Regions from separate parts of the Hordeum vulgare genome. Here regions 1 and 2 are each linked to region 3. Evidence: chromatin contacts called from public Hi-C data. All regions are on one chromosome and are shown on one strand. Each heading gives the region's core, a stretch centred on a gene start, on an enhancer-like site or on the middle of the called end of the contact. The rest is flanking DNA. Distances are from core to core; before and after follow the strand shown.

The links. Hi-C and Micro-C count contacts between places; a contact is called where the count stands out from the background.
Region 1: a contact with region 3 is called in a Hi-C map of leaf, with 2.2 times the contacts expected there. The contact joins two enhancer-like sites. A contact is called at or near these places in 3 of 6 Hi-C or Micro-C datasets (leaf and seedling).
Region 2: a Hi-C map of seedling shows a contact between it and region 3, with 2.3 times the contacts expected there. The contact joins two enhancer-like sites. A contact is called at or near these places in 2 of 6 Hi-C or Micro-C datasets (leaf and seedling).

What each region holds. Positions count from the first base shown.
Region 1 is chr2H:319,789,448-319,792,360 of MorexV3_pseudomolecules_assembly, reverse strand. No RefSeq gene overlaps it. Among protein-coding and RNA genes, the nearest start is that of LOC123426174, 160 kb to the right of the region's middle. Within about 2 kb of position 1,435, at least 3 of the 3 cell types and tissues checked have open chromatin away from gene starts, as enhancers often do. A contact at or near this core is called in leaf and seedling, where this site is marked.
Region 2 is chr2H:319,660,702-319,664,023 of MorexV3_pseudomolecules_assembly, reverse strand. LOC123426174 reads right to left here. Exons shown (of 7, transcript XM_045109949.1): 6 at 1,275-1,539; 7 at 813-1,135. The coding sequence ends at 1,284. Among protein-coding and RNA genes, the nearest start is that of LOC123426174, 35 kb to the right of the region's middle. Within about 2 kb of position 1,998, at least 1 of the 3 cell types and tissues checked has open chromatin away from gene starts, as enhancers often do. A contact at or near this core is called in seedling, where this site is marked.
Region 3 is chr2H:320,152,847-320,155,964 of MorexV3_pseudomolecules_assembly, reverse strand. No RefSeq gene overlaps it. Among protein-coding and RNA genes, the nearest start is that of LOC123426845, 45 kb to the left of the region's middle. Within about 2 kb of position 1,379, at least 2 of the 3 cell types and tissues checked have open chromatin away from gene starts, as enhancers often do. A contact at or near this core is called in leaf and seedling, where this site is marked.

The DNA of each region.
Region 1 (2,913 bases), core at 186-2,685, 360 kb after region 3:
AGATATTTACTAAGTAATTTTCATTAATTAAGCACCATCATTTCAGTAACTAAAATGTCCTTAACCTATTTAACACTAGACCAACATGATTAAATTGGTCATTTAAATTTAAACAAATATTTAACCTTTCCATATGCCCTGAAACTTTTTGGTGCAACTCTTTATGTTACAAAGTTACTCCCTCCGTCCTAAAATAAGTGTCTTAAGCTTAGTACAATTTTATACTAGAGCTAGTACAAAGTTAAGACAGTTATTTTAAGACGGAGGGAGTATAATGTAAAAAGTTTGGGCTGTAACTAAAATCATTTTGTAGATACTTAAAATGAAAAATAGAGAGAAATAAACAAAAGAGAAAATGAAATCGAACAAAAAGGAAAACACTGTTGGACTGGGCATTTTAGTGTATAAGGGAGGCCCAGCCCAACCGGGTCATCTCCCTCCTCGCTACAGGAGCTGAGGGAGCTCATGGCGGCCATCTGCAGGTCGTGACCCCTCCATGCCTTGCGTGGCGGCAAGACGAGCTCCCACCCCCACCCCCACTGCAACGCATAACGGCCTCCCACACCCCGCGGATGAAACTCTAGTCCCATTTGCCCCACTCCTAGATCTCGTTGACTCCAGACGCCATCGTCACCATGTGTTGCCTCACCGCCGTGGCCATCGAGCTCCCCACCAGCTGATCTTATGCCAGGAGATATGCCTGCCTCCCCTGCTTCGTCTACGACCATGGGGTCGAACTCTCTGCCCCTGCCTTGTCGGGATCGAGCTCTTTCATCCCGCTTCGATCACCGGAGCTTCATCGACGTTTGCGTCGATCTGCTGCTCCCGTCCCTCACCGAGCTTTCCTTGTACTCCCCAGTAAGAATACGCTCGGAAGCCCTCTCCCTAGTACTCGAATTCGTGTCTGTAGTCGTCGTTCTCGTCGCGGTCGAAGCTTGCCGTTGTTGTCATGCCCGACGTCGCGTCGTGCGCTCCCGCACGCCCTCTAGCCATGAGCCCCTAGCCGCCCCGCCCGCGCCTGGCTGCGCTCCTGCTCGCTCGACCTCGCCCCTGGACGCGCCCGCCCGTGCATGGCTACGCGCCCGTCGTCTCTTGCGCCGCTCACAGCCACTCCTGGTCGCGCCCTCGTGCTCCTCCCGCAACACGTGTGCGCCTCTTGCTACCGCCGGCTGTTGCTGCATCCTCTTACAGCCTTCCCTCCTGCTGCGCTACGGCCGCCCTCATCCGCTTGCTCCTGCATTAGTTGCTGCTTTGCCTCCGCAGGTGGTTGCGGCTGCTACTTGGTGCTACTGCTGCTTCAACTGCTTGCTCCAGTCGGCCGCGCGCCGCCCGCAGCCGCCCCTACCCGTGCCCCTCCGTGTCGTGCCTCGACCGCCTCCGACCACCGGTGCTGGCCGCCGCCGTTGCCCCGTGCCAGCCGGGGCGTGGCCCCGTCCGCAGCCACACCCATCGCTCCCAAGCGTGCCTCCGTGATCCCACCCGCACGGCCGGCTCATCCGGCCCCCATCTGATGAGTGAGGGGGCTAATCCCCCCTATCACTACCCCCCCCCCCCCCCCCAATGACAGGTGGGGTCATGCGTGTAAAAACAATTTTAAAAATAAAAATAAAACAATTATCTTTGCCTAATCTCTTTCTAATAATAATAAAGCATCTATTGCTTTTATCGTCCGTAATTAAAATTATCCCTAAATTTGATAAAAATTATCCACCAATGCCATCCATAAGTACAAAAACAATTTGTTTTTCAGATTTCAAAATCGTCCTCCCATGTTATGTTTTCAAACGACTGATATATTAAAAAACGACTAACAGAAAACTAGCACACCGATAGACAGAGTTGCAATCCTCCATGCTAGAGACCAAGTTTCGATCCTGGTTCTCATCACTTTTTCTCTACCTCTTTACCACTTTTATGCATGGCCGGCCCATCTGCAGCTCAGGACACCCTGTTTAGTATTTCTTTCTTTACTTTCTTATTTCTGTTTTGGTTTTTTCTTCTCTAAATTAATTCCAGATTTCAAAAGAACAAGAAATTTAAACAGTTATCTATTTGAAAAAACTAGAAAAATGATAAACTGTTTGTGTATTTACAAAATATTCGACAAGTCATAAAATGTTCATGAGTTCAAAATTACTCACATATTATAAAACAAATCACGATTTCAAATAAATTGTCATGAAATAAAAAATGTTCATTATTTTTTGAAAATGATCCGATATTCAAAGTACATTTTATGACTTTTTCCACTCTTATGCATGAGCTGACCCATGTGCAGATGAGGGCGCCCTGTTTAATATTTTTTCTTTACTTTCTTATTTCTGTTTTGGTTTTTTCTTCTCTAAATTAATTGCAGATTTTAAAAGAACAAAAATATTAAAAGTTGCCAATTTAAAAAAAGTAGGAAAATAAAAAATATTCGGTAAGTCATAAAATGTTCATGAGTTTAAAAATTGCTCCCAAATTATAAAACAAATCACGATTTCAAATAATTTGTCATGAAATAAAAAATGTTCATGATTTTTTAAAATGATCCGATATTCAAAGCATATTCAAGAATTTAGAAAACATGTCTATCAACTTTTAGAAAATGTTTCTAAAAATTAAAACACATTTGTTAATAATGAACAAAACTAACCGTCACTTACATAAAGGTTTTGTTAGGAAACCTCTAGAGGTCGTTTTATGATTTTATTTAGTCCCTCGCGTCGGATAAAAAAAGGTTTCCGTGTTTTGCAGTTTGCTCAGCCATAAAATATTTTTTGGTGATGCCTTAACAAATCGAGCCGCGATGAGCATCATATTTTTAGTTTTTGAAATTACATTTTAAAAGTGCCTTATCTAATCATGACATCATTCAGATAGACTTTGTGAAATAACATTTCAAAAATCCTTATGTCATTATTGCATTGG
Region 2 (3,322 bases), core at 749-3,248, 490 kb after region 3:
AAGTCTCGGTCTCGTCGTTTACAACAGTCCGATTCATCGACTCAAAAAGCATATTTACATGTGATGGTGTTCTCCTACGGCGGTTGGTCTCCCCTTTTTCCAGCATTGCCATGATGATGAAGGACGTTTATGGACAACATTTCGGCAGGGCACAAGTTTCTCCAATGGTGGAATAATAATTTTACTTCTTACAAAATTCTTTTTGCAAAGTTGCTTTACAAACATGTTTGTCTCTGATGATGATGATCATATATGTATTCTCTATGAACATATTGTCTAATGAAATATGTGGTTTCTTCAACAAAAAAAAGAGTTCACACAGATAAGATTTCTAGTTTTTCAACTAGTTTTTCAAATTGCCAACAAATTCTATCCGTTACATCCCTGAAGCACAGCTTGTGAGCAACACGCCATCATAGAGTATAAATTCTTCTATTTACGTAGATCAACATTAAAGCTATAATCTAGCTATACAATCTAGCTCCTTTCGTCTTTTCAATATAAATAGTATATTGTATTTAATTGATCAGCTTCTTTAAGAATATAACTTAAGAATGTTTCAACAAATAATAATTTCATGATAATCGTGTAAAGTAATTCTATGCATAAATACATGTATAATTTCATAATGAGGTATTTCAAATATTAGCGATTTTGTCATTTGAATATAGTTGCAGGACACATAATTTCAACGATCAGATTTGACATAACAGAGTATCATCTAGATCAGCCTTAGACGGGTCCTTTTGCAAAACTCAGGTTTTTTTTTATCTAAAGATTCAGTTAGACAATCCAAACAAGACAATACGACATACCGAAGATTCAGTTAGGAATTTAATTTAACGAGAACTAGCCAATTATTTTGCTGCCTTCTAGAATAAGGTGAAATAAGTTGCCCCCTATATTTTTGGTTGGGCTTTAGAATAAAGATGGATAGGGACAGCTTATTCTAGAAGCTTAAAAAAGCCACCAAAAAACTGACCCTTTGTAGTCTTACTATCCAAATAAAACCCAGGAGAACACACACTTTCAAAATTAGGTAATACGACATATCCAGCACTCCGAGTAGGGATATGGAAAGCACAGCAGATGTAAATGTTGAGTTGATGCCTTCCAAGTTTTCTCAACATGGTACCTGACGACAAAAAGCAGAAACTAATAATGCAACAGTGTGTATATACTCCCTCCGTCCATAAATAAGTGACGTGGTTTTAGTTTAAATTTAAACTAAAACCACGTCACTTATTTATGGACAGAGGGAGTATATGATATACATCGGAGCCTCATTTCTGCTTCACTGCTGCTGCTGCATGATACTGCTCCAGTTCAGCATCAAGATCCGCAACAGAGGCCACAACACGGCTGCGATCATTCCCTCTGGCTGTACCCTGTCCCCGCCCACCACCGTCCTGGACAGCGTTTCCAGGATGAACGTTGCCTTGAAACATTCCTCTTTTGCCAGCACCGCCCTGACCACTGCCTCCAGAACGACCATTATTACCATGAAATAGCCCTCTCGGACCACCTCTCTGGTGTAGACTGCAAAAGGAGTACCAAACTAATGAGCGTGTGGTGTTAAAAGGCCTGCCTACTCCTTTTAAGGAGGGCGTTGCCTAGGGCGTCGACCTTGCCTTAGAGCAAGTACAATAAGGTACAGTCAGCAGGCTGTAAGAATTAAAATACTATATTTTTGCTGAGTTGGATGAGAGAAAAGAGGAAAGAGAAGAGAAGCGAGATCTTCGTGAAGAGCCAGCTCTAGCACGTGCTCCTAGGTACTTTGTGAGAATGAAAGGTGGACCATATATGATAAAAGTAGTACTATTTTATAGCTAACTATTGTACAAGCTAGCTATAAGACAGGCTATAAGACTGCTTATAGCGAGCAGTTGGCTATACTATTAACCATGCTCTTAGGCACCTTATGTACCTACCTAAGGTGTCCGCCTTAAGCTTTAAGGCATGCCTTAAGCTTTAAGGCATCTACTTAGGCATCCAGGTTGGCGCCCTAGTCCATAGGGAATCGTTTTCCACCCGCGCGCCGGCCGAACCGACGGGCCGGTCGTCCCCGCGCGGGCCCTTGCAACATTTTTCCACCCGCGCGTTTCGCTGGTCAATGGATGCAACATTTTTCGTCTAAATTTGTTGCAACCAGAGTCATTTTTGCTGCAAGCATTTCTTTTACTATTTTTTGTCCCAGTAAAAAAACTACATATACGTTTGGTTGCAACTTCATTTCGTCGGATTTTTCGTTACAATCGATGTTTTTTACTTTTGCTACAACCGTGTTATTTTTTGCTACAACCGACATCATGTTTTGCTGCAACCGTTCACTAAAAAAGTTGCATACACGTCATGTAAATATTTGCTACAACCGACGTTTGACTTTTGCTATCACGTACCATCAGCTTCGCTTTTTTGCTACGATCACGCAGATTTTTTTTTTGCTATAAATTTTGTTTTTTGTTGCAACCGTTGAAAAAATTGTTGCATCGCATCAAAATGTTGCATGCGGATCCAACAGTGCGGACGCGCGGGGGTTAGTGGATCATGTGGCCCGCGCGCGGCCGGCCGAAAGTTTGAACCGGCACGCGGGCGCAGATCACTCCCCTAGCCCATATTGGACGCCTTGAGCTTGCCAGGCAGGCAGGGGAGCAGTTTTAGTCGGGAAACAAAGATACTGTTGGCACCAACGGGTAAGAGAGAGAGAGAGAGAGAAACAGCCCCCAATCCACATGCACCTCCTCTGCAGCAGATCCTCTCCGGCAGATCCTCCCCCTCCTCTCCAATGGCTCCTCCTCCTCTCCAGCAGCCTCTCATCCTCCTCTGCAGCAGATCCTCTCCCTCCTCTGCAGCAGATCCTCCCCCTCCTCTCCAATGGCTCCTCCTCCTCCTCTCCAGCAGCCTCTCATCCTCCTCTCCAGCAGCTCCTCCTCCTCTCCAGTACAGCAACAACCAGTAACAGGCAACAGCAAGGGATCCTACCAAATTATACTATATTCTGCTGCTTAGGTTGCCTAGTTGCCTACCAAATTATACTATACTCTGCTGCTTAGATCTCTCTAAGGCATCCGCCTTGCATTATGCCTTGGCGCTTAGGCGGTGAGCCCCCCCCCCCCCCCCCCCCAGCGCCTTGCCTCGCCTTACCGCCTTAAAAACATTGGGCATGTGGATGGAACCAGTTCTGCTAATTGAAATAAGGAGGCACAACCCTTAACTCCACAATCAGCATTCTTCAGGCGCAGAAAACTCACGTTCAAACTTCATTTATGTGTGGTGAAACAGCCTCTGGACTACCATCACTGAGCAGGTGCCCCTGGGTCAA
Region 3 (3,118 bases), core at 130-2,629:
GTAAATATAAGATAGTCATCAACTCGTGCAGCTTCACGGGCTAGAACGTTAAACATGCAGAAATCCAAAAGTATTTATATGACATTCATTCTACATGAATCTTTGAGAATTCTGAATATATTGAAACATCAAAAATTTGTTCAAAATTTGTCATTAAGTCTTTCTTGTAGTATTAATCATATGGAAAAAACTTACTACTCGAGCAAATACCCAATTTGGTATGCCTTGTAAGTTTATATGACATCAAATATCGATCAAATTAATAGGTTGTACCAAAGGACCTAGTAATAAGTATTAAGTTCCTTCAAAGCCATAAAGAATATTTGAAGTGATATCTGAGGGGATCCCACATTTAAGTTAGTATATGTGAGATTTTAATCTATATATGTTTGGAATGGTGATAAAAGACTCAAACTATGCTGAAAAAATCACAAAACTGAAAATTACACATTCAATACTACAAACCAAGGGCTAAACCATGTCAAAGAGACACAAAAAACATGCATGATGGGTTCAATATATTCGCTTACTGCTATAAATTTGGCAATCACATGCTATTGTGTACTCCCTCTATAAACTAATATAAGAGTGTTTAGATAACCAAAATAGTTATCTAAACGCTTTTATATTATTTTACGGAGGGAGTAATAAACATGTCCCATAGTTCTAATAGTTACACATTTGAGGTAAAACTCTATGATTGTGCATTAATTTATTTAGAGGGACAAAGACAATGGTAACAATCTTCCATCCAATTTCAAGAAACCAATTAAATATGATAAAAGTGTAGGTTAGTCCACCCAATGCATCACCGGAAAAATTATAGCAGTTAAGGAAAACAAAACCCTGGTAAGTACAAACATAGACTTGTCAATATATTCTTTACTAAATCCGGTTGGGAATAAACTCTGTCAAAGAGAGCAACAATACCGAACTAATAATTATTAGTATAAAAAAATTGTAAGGACTCCTTATGTAGAATAGTATGAAGCAATGAGGGTTATCTTAGGTATAAAGTAAAACAATCCATTCTCAAGGAATTATTTTGTAATATCCCGATGCTGACAGGTTCAACAAAATATAATCATCGATTATATTAGCATGAAAAGCAATATCATTGGAGGTATTATTTCGTAGACGTGGATGTAGAACCTCCCACATACCTTTCAATACATGCGATTGTGTTGGTCTTCTCACACCTACTATGATGGTATTAGCAAAATAAATAAAATAAATAAAATTAAAATTTGTGAGAACAATATGCTTTCATAACCTATTTTTTATTACTTATAATATTCCACTTTATGGCGAGGACTTGTATTTTTTTTGAGGTATTGGCGGGGACCTGTATCATTACAATATGAGTGATGGAGAACTGACGCACTACTCGATCATGACAGCCCATGTTGATAGGACGCGTGCATGGCAATGGAGCAAGGAGACGCCAAGTTCGGCCCAAGAAACAATCATGTGATTATTATTATTATAAGAATAAAAACAGCGTGAGACTTGGGCTCACACATACTTCCTCCGTCTTAAAATAAATGTCTAAAGCTTAGTACAATTTTATATTAGATGTAGCATTAAATTAAGACAGATATTGTAAGACAGATGAAGTATTATACAAAACCGATATATATATTTATGTTTTGTTTTCGTTGGAACATCCATGTGTGAGTGTTTGTGTTATTTATGGTTGACGCGGGACAGTGGATTCTCTTTTTTCTTCTTTTGCACGCGATAGGTACAACTTTGGTTTTAGAACTAACTTGCATGTGGTGTTGAGGACTCTTTTTTTGCACGTGTAGCTATATTTCTTTTAATGCGTGATTTTTTTCATAATGTACGTGGTGTTTTTGGTTGGTTTAACGTTGGTGTTGAGAAATCCTTTTTTGTATAAGGGGACTGCTTTTTCGTACGTGTAACTACATGACTTTTAATGTGTGTGTTCTTTTAAAAAAAATGGTGCCTGTAAATATCCTAAATTTTAATTTTTAAATCTAACGGTTATAGTAATCTTGCTTATGTGGATTAACATGGCGGTTTGTATGATGCATCCAATTAGGAAATATAATATAGTTTGCGATATGAAGATAATAATATGTGAGTTGTGTTGATGAGTAATTTTTCTCTAGTAAGAATATTGGTCTTAAGGCTTGTGTTTTTCTATGCATGCATAAGAAGTCAATAATTATGCTATGAAATTACATCCTACTTGTGTTGCATTATTCGTTGTTACTTGTGTTTAATGTTCACTTATGATGATTTTTGTTCCTTGGTTGGACGCTTCTCAATCTATCTGCTAGCCTTCGCTTGTACTAAGTGGGAACGTTGTTTGTGCATCCAAATCCTAAATCCGAAGTTGTGCCAATGAGTCCACCATACCAACCTATATGCGGTATTTCTATGTCGTTCCAAGTAAACTTGCAAGTACCAACTTTGGTTTTCAAAATAAAATTATGTTTTGCGTGCCCGCACCGCTCATGAAGCAGCAAGGGGTGGACGGTATCTTCCATGTTAAATAGGTTATTCTCAAGATAAGTGTCTATTCACTTGTCACTGCATGAGAGTATGGTTGTCATAGGGATGCCGAGTCCCAAAAAGAGAAAATAATACTTTATGGTGTCAAATAATGAATTCTTTGGAAAGTGTTGCTATGGACGAGACCCATGGATACGGCTAGCCGTGGAATGTGAAACAATGGTGGAAAAGGAACAAACTTTATTTTTAGTTTGGGAACCGCCTATAATTTGTTTAGCATGGAGGATATTGGAAACTCTTAGTCGTTCTTGTTGAGAGGAAAAGCATGCCACCCTAAAAAAATTATCTCTAAGTTTTTCACTTTAAGCTATGGCAGCTCTACAAATCCCTGCTTCCTTCTATGAAGGGCCTATCTATTTACCTTATGCAATATTTATTTTTAATTTTGAGTCTCCATCTTATGTATAAAGCCCCAACTAAGGAACACCATTATCACACTTGAGCATTCGATGTAGTTAATATTTGAGTATGTTGCATGAATGGATAAATGATAGATCATGATGGGCTTGGGATAACATTCTTTAGCATTGATATTTTGAAAGACTTAGTTGCTTGTTGATATGCTTGGGTATATATT